Regions from separate parts of the Gossypium hirsutum genome. Here region 1 is linked to region 2. A link is a contact called in public Hi-C data. All regions are on one chromosome and are shown on one strand. Each heading gives the region's core, a stretch centred on a gene start, on an enhancer-like site or on the middle of the called end of the contact. The rest is flanking DNA. Distances are from core to core; before and after follow the strand shown.

Region 1 (4,891 bases), core at 1,758-4,257, 200 kb after region 2:
CGAATTTTAGAGTGGATTTGGATAATGGAGATTTGATGGCTAATATCTGCAAAACCAAACACAAAATCACAATGATAGAATTGACAAGCATCTGATATTGAATGCAAAGACAGGGAGTGAAGAGATCAAATAACACAAAGATGCCTTGCATTGTTCAAATAATGCTACACCTGAAAATCAACTTGAAGAACTAGCATGGAGTTCAACAATATCCCCTGACATCTGAGATTGAATTTTGGCTTCATCATCCATATACAGACCATGCTCCTTGAGTTGCAGCAGAGAGATAGCTTGGAGACGATCTGCTACTGGTCTTTTCCGGGAAAGAAACACTTGAGACACACACTTCATTGCTGGTCGGAAGTTTGGGTTCGACCTTAAGCAAGCAAAGGCCATTGTTGTAGCGAAAACAATATCCTTTGCGACTCTTCGATCGCTTGGAAGCGGTAAGCGTGGATCTAAAATATCACTTAACATTATATTATTGGAAGATGATGCGGATAATGATACCAAGAGTTCACCAGGATGCTTTCCCATGAGTGTTTCAAGTGCCAATACTCCAAAACATTAGACATCACATTTTTCAGTTACAACCATAGTATAAGCAAGTTCTGCATTTAACAACAAAAGAAACCCAATTAAAATATAATCGTTAAAATAATTTAAAAGATCGAAAATCGAGAGTCTTTATAACAAAAGAACTCCAGCACTTGATAATTCATGGCACTATATGCATAAACTGTTGCTAATCTTTAACCACAAGCAATTTAAAAATAGCTAATATGCCACTTTTCATTATGGTTTAAGAATTGGGGTCAAGTTTTCAATACCTCAAAGGCATACTTACAACCCAAAGTCGAATAACAAAACAAAAGCAGACTCAAAGCTTAGAAACTTGACCTGGTGCAATATAACCGTAGGTGCCAACAAGCATTGTTTGAATAGACGAATCAGGATCAATGAGTCTAGCTGTGCCAAAATCCGAGACACAAGCCTCAAGATTGGAGTTCAATAAAATGTTATTGCTTGATATGTCTCGGTGAACTATTGGTGGGTGGCAATCATGATGCAGATAAGATAAAGCACATGCTGTATCTTTGATTATCTTCACTCTTTTGGTCCAATCCAGCTCCATTGCTTCATTATCATAGGCGAGAACACAAAATAAGCTCCCTCGAGCCATGTATTCGTAAATCAAAAACATGCAACGATTATGGAGACAAAATCCATGAAGCTTCACTATGTTCTTGTGTCGTATTTCTGATAATATTTTTGCCTCATTCTTGAAACTCTTGTCAAAAGCTAGGACCTCTGCTTCTCTACGATGAAGTTTCTTCAAGGCAACAATCTTTCCACTTGGTAACTGCGCTCTATAAACACTACCATAACCACCAGTCCCAATACAGTATCGGATGTCAAAGTCGTTGGTCGCCTCAATGATATCTTCAAATGCAATTCTTCCGTCAAAGTTCAAGATTGAGAATAAATCTCCATTTTTTGTGACATTTGGTTCAGGAATGTTATCTTTTGCTCTGGATCTAAGGAAGAGTAAGACTCCTAAAGCCAAGAAGGCCAAAAAACAGAGAACGGGAAGAATGATTTCAACAATTTTTAACTTGTTGCTTGATGTAGAAGGGCAAGGAGAGAAACCTCGTATGTTTCCACATAAATACTTGTTTCCCCAAAATGAATCAGATGAAAATTCACTCAAATGCCCTGGTATAGGACCGTCTAGAGAATTATAGGACAGATTGAGCACATACGACACCCACAAATATGCAGGAATCATGCCTGTTAGATTGTTGTGGCTAAGATCCAAAACCTGAAAGTAAAGATCGTTATCAAATTGATGCGGTATTTCTCCCTCGATGAAGTTATGACTGAGATCAAGAGTATAATGAGGGCAACTGAAGACTTCAAAGGGAATGCTTCCAGTTATATGATTGTTACTCAAAGACAATTCTTGTAAGTTTGAGCAATTTCCAATTTGAGATGGAATAGGAACAATCAAATTGTTACTGGAGAGGTCAAGGAAATTAAAGCTTTCAAATTCTTCATTTCTTGTGGTAAGGGACCTTCTAAAAGATTGGAATCAAGATAGAGAATGCTCAATCTGGATAAATTAAATATTGACAAAGGGATCGAACCATTGAGCTTGTTTTTACTTAGATTCAATTCACACAAATCCTTTAGGTTTCCAATTTCACGAGGAATTACCCCAGTGATTTGATTAAAGGATAAGTCCAACTGTTTTAAATTGGTTAATTTGCCTAAGGTAGAAGGGAAAGGACCACTAATTTGGTTTTTGGATAGGTTCAACATTTTTAAAGTGGTTAAGTTGCCCAAGGTAGAAGGGATAGGGCCAGTAATTCTATTATGCGATAGGTCCAACAGCTTCAAACTTTCCAAGTTTCCACAGCCTGAAGGGATAGAACCTTCAACAAAGTTTCTGGAAAGATTGAGCCCTTTTAAACGTGTAAGTTTTCCAAGGGATTGAGGTAACTCACCTATTATATTATTGTAAGAAAGATCAAGGTGCTCGAGAGAAGATAAAGCACATATTTGAGGCGAGATGCTTCCACTAACCGCAAACCGTGAACAATCAATGCTGGTGATGCTCCCAGCTTCATTGCATGATATACCTACCCAGCTGCAACGTTTGTGAGTGTCATTGCTGTGCCAACTCCACCAACCTAAATGAAGGATAGCTTTTGCTTCCATTTCTAGCTCGGATGTTGTGACTAATCTGGTAGAACCAGTACCCAAAGTTGGAAAAATGGTGACCACGAGTGCAATCGAAACATAAGAAAGAACACGGGTAGTGCAACAAAAAGGTGAGGCCATCTTTAAGCTTAATTTTTTTTATAGGCTGTGATAATAATAATGGTTAGTGATTTCCCGGCTAATCAATTAACCCAATATGGATCAAATTTATTGCTTTCGAAGTCAAGATCTTCCTCTATCTTTTGGTTTGGGCTCAGTGTTACGGTTCGCCATAAGAAGCCTATGACCCACGCGGAAGCCACTACTGTCCTCAAGCAGAATTTCTCCATTCCTAGAGACACCCCCAAAAGATGGTGGGCCAAAGTGAAGTCAAAACTGCTCCGCTGATTATAGACTTTTATAGTCATTACTTCTTAAATTTTAGTTGAAGGTTCAAAATTTTGAATTATTAATTAATGAAAATTTTGATTTGTATTTTTTTATTGAAAATTTTTCTATTGAAAAAATATATAAAAATAAAGTGAAATTATAATTTTATACAATTATTTCTTTTTTATTAGTCACTGACCGCTGAAATCAAGGATTACTGTAAAAAAAAATTTTCAAACTAAACCCGAGTAGATTGTGTACCTCTTACAGAGATAACCCATCCATCTGCTGGGTCATTGCAATATGTAACCAAAATTATGAGTCTCTGGATGAACATAACTAGTATTCATTTTATTTTTCTGCTCTTTCAAAATGATAACTTATTAGAATAAAAAGAGTCCAAAGATACTGAATTTAGTCAGTTACAACAGATAACAGAAGCTAAATCTAAAAAAATTAACAAATTTAATCTTTAATATTTATAAAATTTGTCATTTTAATCTTAATTATAAAAATTATTTTTTATATATTGAAAGAATTGATAACACTATATATCATCTAATATATATTATGTATGGTACTAACTAAATGTGTCTATGAGTCGGCCTAGATTGGCCCGAAAAATTATCTTAAAATTTTGACTAAACTCAACTCGTATTAATTTTTTATATAATTTTAAAAATATATATATAATACACCATAAATACTAAAAACATTAAAATAAATGTTTCACAACAAATTAAAAATAAATATATATATACTTAAACAACACTAAAATAAATACAATTTAACAAGCAAATGTGAAAAATAACAACAAAATTAACAATAAAACAAGATTATACAATATTCAAATAATAACAACAAAATAGTAGTAACATAATTGTGAAATTGTAGCAAAATAGTGAAAAAAACAACAAGAAAATAGCAAGAAAAAAAATAGCAAATAACAGTAAAAAAAATTGATTTTTTTTGTATTCATACCCGGACTAGGCAAAAAAACTTACCTAAGGCTCGGCCCGTTTAGAAAACGGGCTTTATTCTTTGCCCAAATTCATTTTTCAAGCCTATATTTTTACCCAAACCCTTCTACTTTTCGGACAAGTCTTCAACCCGGCCCATGGGCAGGTCTAGTACTAACATTAATTCACAATCTTTAGTCTCTAATAATTAGGTGACCTAAATTTTTTATATTATTAATATTAGTGCTCAAATTGATAATTTTAATAGTGGAATGGTCTAATCATTATCATTGTAATTTATCAATAACATTTGATAAACTTTATAATTAAAAAAATAATTATAAAATAGTATTATATGATAAATAACATGATTTATAATAAGGGATAAATCTCAAAGCTATACATGGATTATGGTTTAATATGCAATTGTATATATTAACTTTGATTTGTGTAATTTTATAATGAAATTTTGATTTGATCCAATTCTTATAAATTATTAACACAATTATTAATATAACATCATTTTATGTTTATATATTGCATACATAAATAATTATATTTATTCAATACAAAAATAAATTGATGTATTTATTTCTTTAAATGTACATGAAAATTAAAATTTCAAGTATATATTTGAACCATAATTAGAGTTTCACGTGTATAATTATATCAAATTAAAATTCATATATACAATTACATATTAGATCAAAATTCATATATAATTTTAATATTTATCTCTATTTATATTAATAGTACCCAAGCAAATTATGGAAAACTAGTTTTGAGCCCTGCTTTCGCTGGGTTTCTAATTTTCTTTATAAAATTTAAGTTAATTAAGG
Region 2 (4,720 bases), core at 1,593-4,092:
ATTGTGCATAGGTGCATGTGTAGTTTCATTTGAATTCTTTAATCTCAAGTTAAAACAAAAAATTTATTTATATTTGATGTTTGCTAATTTTGCTTTTCCCATTTGTTTCAAATAATATGTAATTCAAAATAAATAATCAGGGCAAACTAAGAATGAATGAAGCTAAATAAAAAGGGAAAAAGAGAGTGAATGTATAGAACCTGGGGCAATATATCCGTACGTGCCAACAATTACAGTTTGATTAGATGAATTAGGATCAAGAAGTCTTGCAGTTCCAAAATCAGAAATAAAAGCTTCCAATTCAGAGTTCAACAAAATGTTATTACTTGAGATGTCTCGATGAACAATTGGAGGGTTGCAATCATGATGCATGTAAGATAAAGCATGTGCGACACCTTTGACAATGTTCACTCTTTTGGTCCAATCCAATTCCACAGCTTCCTCATCAATGCTCAAGGCATAAAACAAGCTTCCGTTTTCCATATATTCATAAATCAAGAACATGCAACGATTGTGGAGACAAAATCCGTGGAGCTTGACAATGTTCTTGTGTCGTATTTCTGTTAAAAACTTGATCTCATTTCGGAAACTTGTATCATAAGCCGGCTGCTCAGCTTCCAATCGGTGGAGTTTTTTCAATGCAACAACTTTGCCACTTGGTAAGATTGCTCTGTATACACTGCCATAACCACCCGTTCCAATGCAATATTTGATATCAAAATCCTCTGTGGCTTTGATGATGTCTTCAAAAGCAATCTTTCCATCAAAGTTCCAAATACAGAATAAATCTCCATTTTTGGTTGGACTTGGCTCAGATTTCAAAGCTTTAGCTCTATATCGTCGGAATAGGATGAATATCACCAACACAAAAGTCGAGACAAAAAATAACAAAGTTGGAACCAGAATAACAATAGGCAGATTGTGCTTCACTACTTTGCTATTTCTTTCTCGGTTTACATTTGGAGATGAAGGGCAAGGACGGAAGCCTTGAATGGAACCGCATAAATCCTTGTTGCCTATAAATGTCTCGGGTGCAAAATGCAATAATCCATCTGGAATTTGACCCCTCAGTGAATTAAATGACAAATTGAGGTTCCCCACATAAAATGGAAATTCGGGAATCGTGCCCGTTAGATTATTCCAACTGAGATCTAAGCTGCTTAAATCAGTTGAATTCCCAAATTGGGAAGGTATCACTCCTAGGAGAAGGTTATGGCTAAGAAAAATGTTTTGGGAATAGTTTTGGAAATTGAGTTGAGAAGGTATATCTCCACTAATGATGTTATGGCTTAGATCAAGCTCATATAGAGATAAGCCACTAATTTGCAGGGGAATCCTTCCACTCAAGTTATTGTTTGCCAAAATTAAGGATCTTAAATTTGACAAATTACCAATCTGAGATGGAATGGGCCCACTCAATTTGTTGTCTGAGAGATTCAAGTATTTCAGGGCATTCAAACTCTCAATTTCATGGGGTATGGGACCCTCCAAATGATTGGAAGCGATGGTTAAATCCATTAAATTGGGTAAATGAAGTAGTGATGAAGGGATTGAGCCAGTGAGTTTGTTATAAGAGAGATACAATACAGTCAGATTCTTTAATTTTCCAATATCTAATGGGATGAAACCTTCAAAAAGATTTGAGTCAAGGTACAAGCTACTCAAGCTGGGTAAAAGACCTAGAAACGAAGGGATTTCACCACTCAAGTTATTGGCACCAAGATCCAAGTAAGTCAACCTCTTAAGATTTCTTATTTCTAATGGGATGGAACCATTTATTTTATTTGTATAAAGAGAGAACGACTCCAGTCTGGATAACTTACCCAAAGAGGAAGGGATGGGACCCAAAAGCATATTGGCGGATAGATGTAATGTAACCAAATTCGTTAGCCTCCCAATTTCATGCGGAATGGATCCATTGAGTTGGTTGTCATTAAGAACCAGTGATGCAAGATTGGTTAAGTGGTTGACAGAAGATGGGATTGGACCAACAAGCAGATTAGAAGATAGCTCCAATGTAATCAAATTTGTCAGTCTCCCAATTTCTTGCGGAATGGATCCATTGAGTAGGTTTCCATAAAGAACCAACGATGCAAGATTGGTTAAGTTGTTGACAGAAGATGGGATTGGACCAACAAGCATGTTCCTTGAGAGATGGAGATTAACCAAACTCTTCAGCTTTCCAATATTTGGTGGAATGGAACCGTGGAGTTGGCAGTTTCCGAGATGGAGAGTCATTAGCTTTTTCAGGTTCCATATATGGGGAGGGATGATGCTCTGCAATGGATTAGAGGTCATAATCAAGTGGGTGAGATTGGTCAAAAGACCAATAGCTGAAGGCATATGAACAATGAGGTTCCTCGTCAAATTTAGAAGAACAAGATTCTCCATCTTCTCAATTTCCAAGGGAATAGAATAAATTTCATTATAAGAAACATCAAGCACTGCCAATTGAGTAAGGTTTCCAAGTGAAGAAGGTAACACACCTCTAAGATTATTTGAGGACAGGTTGAGGCACTTGAGTTCGGAAAGTGCACCTATTTGAGGTGTTATACTCCCATTTAGACCATGGCCACTAAGATCAATCTCGATGACAATTCCAGTTGCACTGCATCTGACACCAGGCCATGTACAATGGTGAACACCTATGTTGCTGTAGTTACTCCACCACCCAGTTTCCATCAATGCTTTTTCCTCAGCTAAAAGAGATTCTGAATCATTATTTGTTGATCTAGCAATCTCACTGCTCCCCACTGTTATAGAGAGTAAGAAAAGTAAAATAGCAAAACAAGTGTAAAAAGAGAATGTCATAGCAATTAAGATCAGGATTGAAGCTTTACTCCCAATTCTCTACCTAATTTTAAAGAGCCGGAAAAAAACATATACATATATATAAAGACATGTGTATATTTGGATTACTATAAAATAAATTTGTTTTTCACCTCTTTTATAATTTCCTATACAGTTAATAATATTTTAATTAGATAAAAGATGCATTTCGGAATATATCCATACACAAAGTTTCGCATCTATTCAATATTACGGGTGAGCAAAACTCGATTCGACTCGAAAAAATCGAAAAAAATTCAAATCAAGTTTAATTTTCGAACTAGAATAATTCGAATATCAAACTATAATATTTTATATTTTTACCCCAAACCACTAAATCTTTTTACTCCCCTCCCCTCCCCTCCCCTCCCATCCCAACCTCCATTTAACCCAGACTCATTTTCCCCCAAATTTTCTTTTTTGAATATTTTTTCCCATTTACTTTTCCCCCAAATTTTACTCTCTTAACTCTCAAAATTTTTTATTTTCTCCCTAAACTTTTATTTTTCACCTTTTACCCCTAAATAAAAAATCATCCAAAAAAAATCTCTAAATCTAAATAGTGATGATTTTATTTATACCTACTATTTATAGTATTAAATTAAATTTCACATTCTGTACTGTTTATATTATCGATTTATTTAATCATATTAAGTCTTTATAAATTTCTGTTAAAATTGAATTATTGATGATGCCATAAAATATTCGTGTTAAAATTTTATATTGGTATAAATTTCACGTTTTATCTTTAAGATAACTTTAATTAAAAAAATCACTTTTTTATATTTAATATATTTTTTAAATTCAAAATACATAGTGACAAAAATCATAATATAATTGAAGCAGCTAAGCAATTAAAGAAGCTAATCCATATGTAAAATATTAATAAATAAATTATGAGGAGATGAAAGTTAATAACAAATTTGATTATGGTGGGTGACAGTGGTTACAAGAATTAAAAGTCATTTTTTAATTTAACTCGAACAAATATATTCGATTTGAATTTCATCTCACTTAAGTCGGTTCGAGAAAATTTCAAATCAAGTTTGGATGATAAAATAGGATTCGTCAACTAAATTAACTCAAAAAATTTTCATTCGATTAGATCAAACGTTCACCCTTATTCAATATGTTGTCAAAATACTATTTATGAAATCAAACAAATATAATTCATATAAAAAAAATTATAAAACTTATAAAAGTAATATAATTTTATTAGGTAAATGTTATATTTTTAAGTCTTTAGTCATTGCCTAAAAAAGTTGTGTATTTCTGGTTGAAGTTTCTAATGAAGAACGTGATTAATGAAGGAAAGCCATAGGTGGTTTGAATCATTATTCCTTCCTAAATCTCTATCTCAATGAAGGAAAAATGATTCCAAGCATTGACAAAAATTCACTTAGATCTGTCCTTCCATGGTATTTCCAATCCAGAGCTGTCAGCAAATTATAAAATTAAAAAATAATTTAAATAAAAATATGCATAAGATCCTATATTCCACCATAGACGCCAAAAAACTTCCTAGGTAGAATATTATCCTGTATACATTGACTTGTATTTGTGTTTTGAGAGTAAACTGGACGCTCTAAAGGACTTCTTCCTTGAAGCTTCTAACAAAAGTGACAAAGATGAAAAACTCATGCTTTCTATTTCCTAATTCCACTCCATGGATACTTTCGTAATGATTTTGTAACTTATATGGTAAACATTTACTTCATACCGTTTTTCTTTAAATTAATAATTTTTTATAATTTATTTAATTTTGATATTTTATTTATATGAATTTTTTAATAACTTATTTAAATTAGATGAATAAATTAAATAAAAAATTAATAGTTTGACGATATTATGTTTTTCCTTTTAAAAAAATATCATTATCATGCAACGTGTA

The links. Hi-C and Micro-C count contacts between places; a contact is called where the count stands out from the background.
Region 1: a Hi-C map of leaf shows a contact between it and region 2, with 1.8 times the contacts expected there. The contact joins the enhancer-like site here to the promoter of LOC107889883 in region 2. A contact is called at or near these places in 2 of 34 Hi-C or Micro-C datasets (both in leaf).

The regions. Positions count from the first base shown.
Region 1 is chrA09:6,233,549-6,238,439 of Gossypium_hirsutum_v2.1, forward strand. It overlaps the pseudogene LOC107888627. Among protein-coding and RNA genes, the nearest start is that of LOC121206502, 11 kb to the right of the region's middle. Within about 2 kb of position 3,008, at least 6 of the 9 cell types and tissues checked have an H3K27ac peak or open chromatin away from gene starts, as enhancers often do. A contact at or near this core is called in leaf, where this site is marked.
Region 2 is chrA09:6,036,293-6,041,012 of Gossypium_hirsutum_v2.1, forward strand. It overlaps LOC107889883 (probable leucine-rich repeat receptor-like protein kinase At1g35710), which reads right to left and starts at 2,843. Exons shown (of 2, transcript XM_041077458.1): 1 at 201-2,843. The coding sequence starts at 2,811.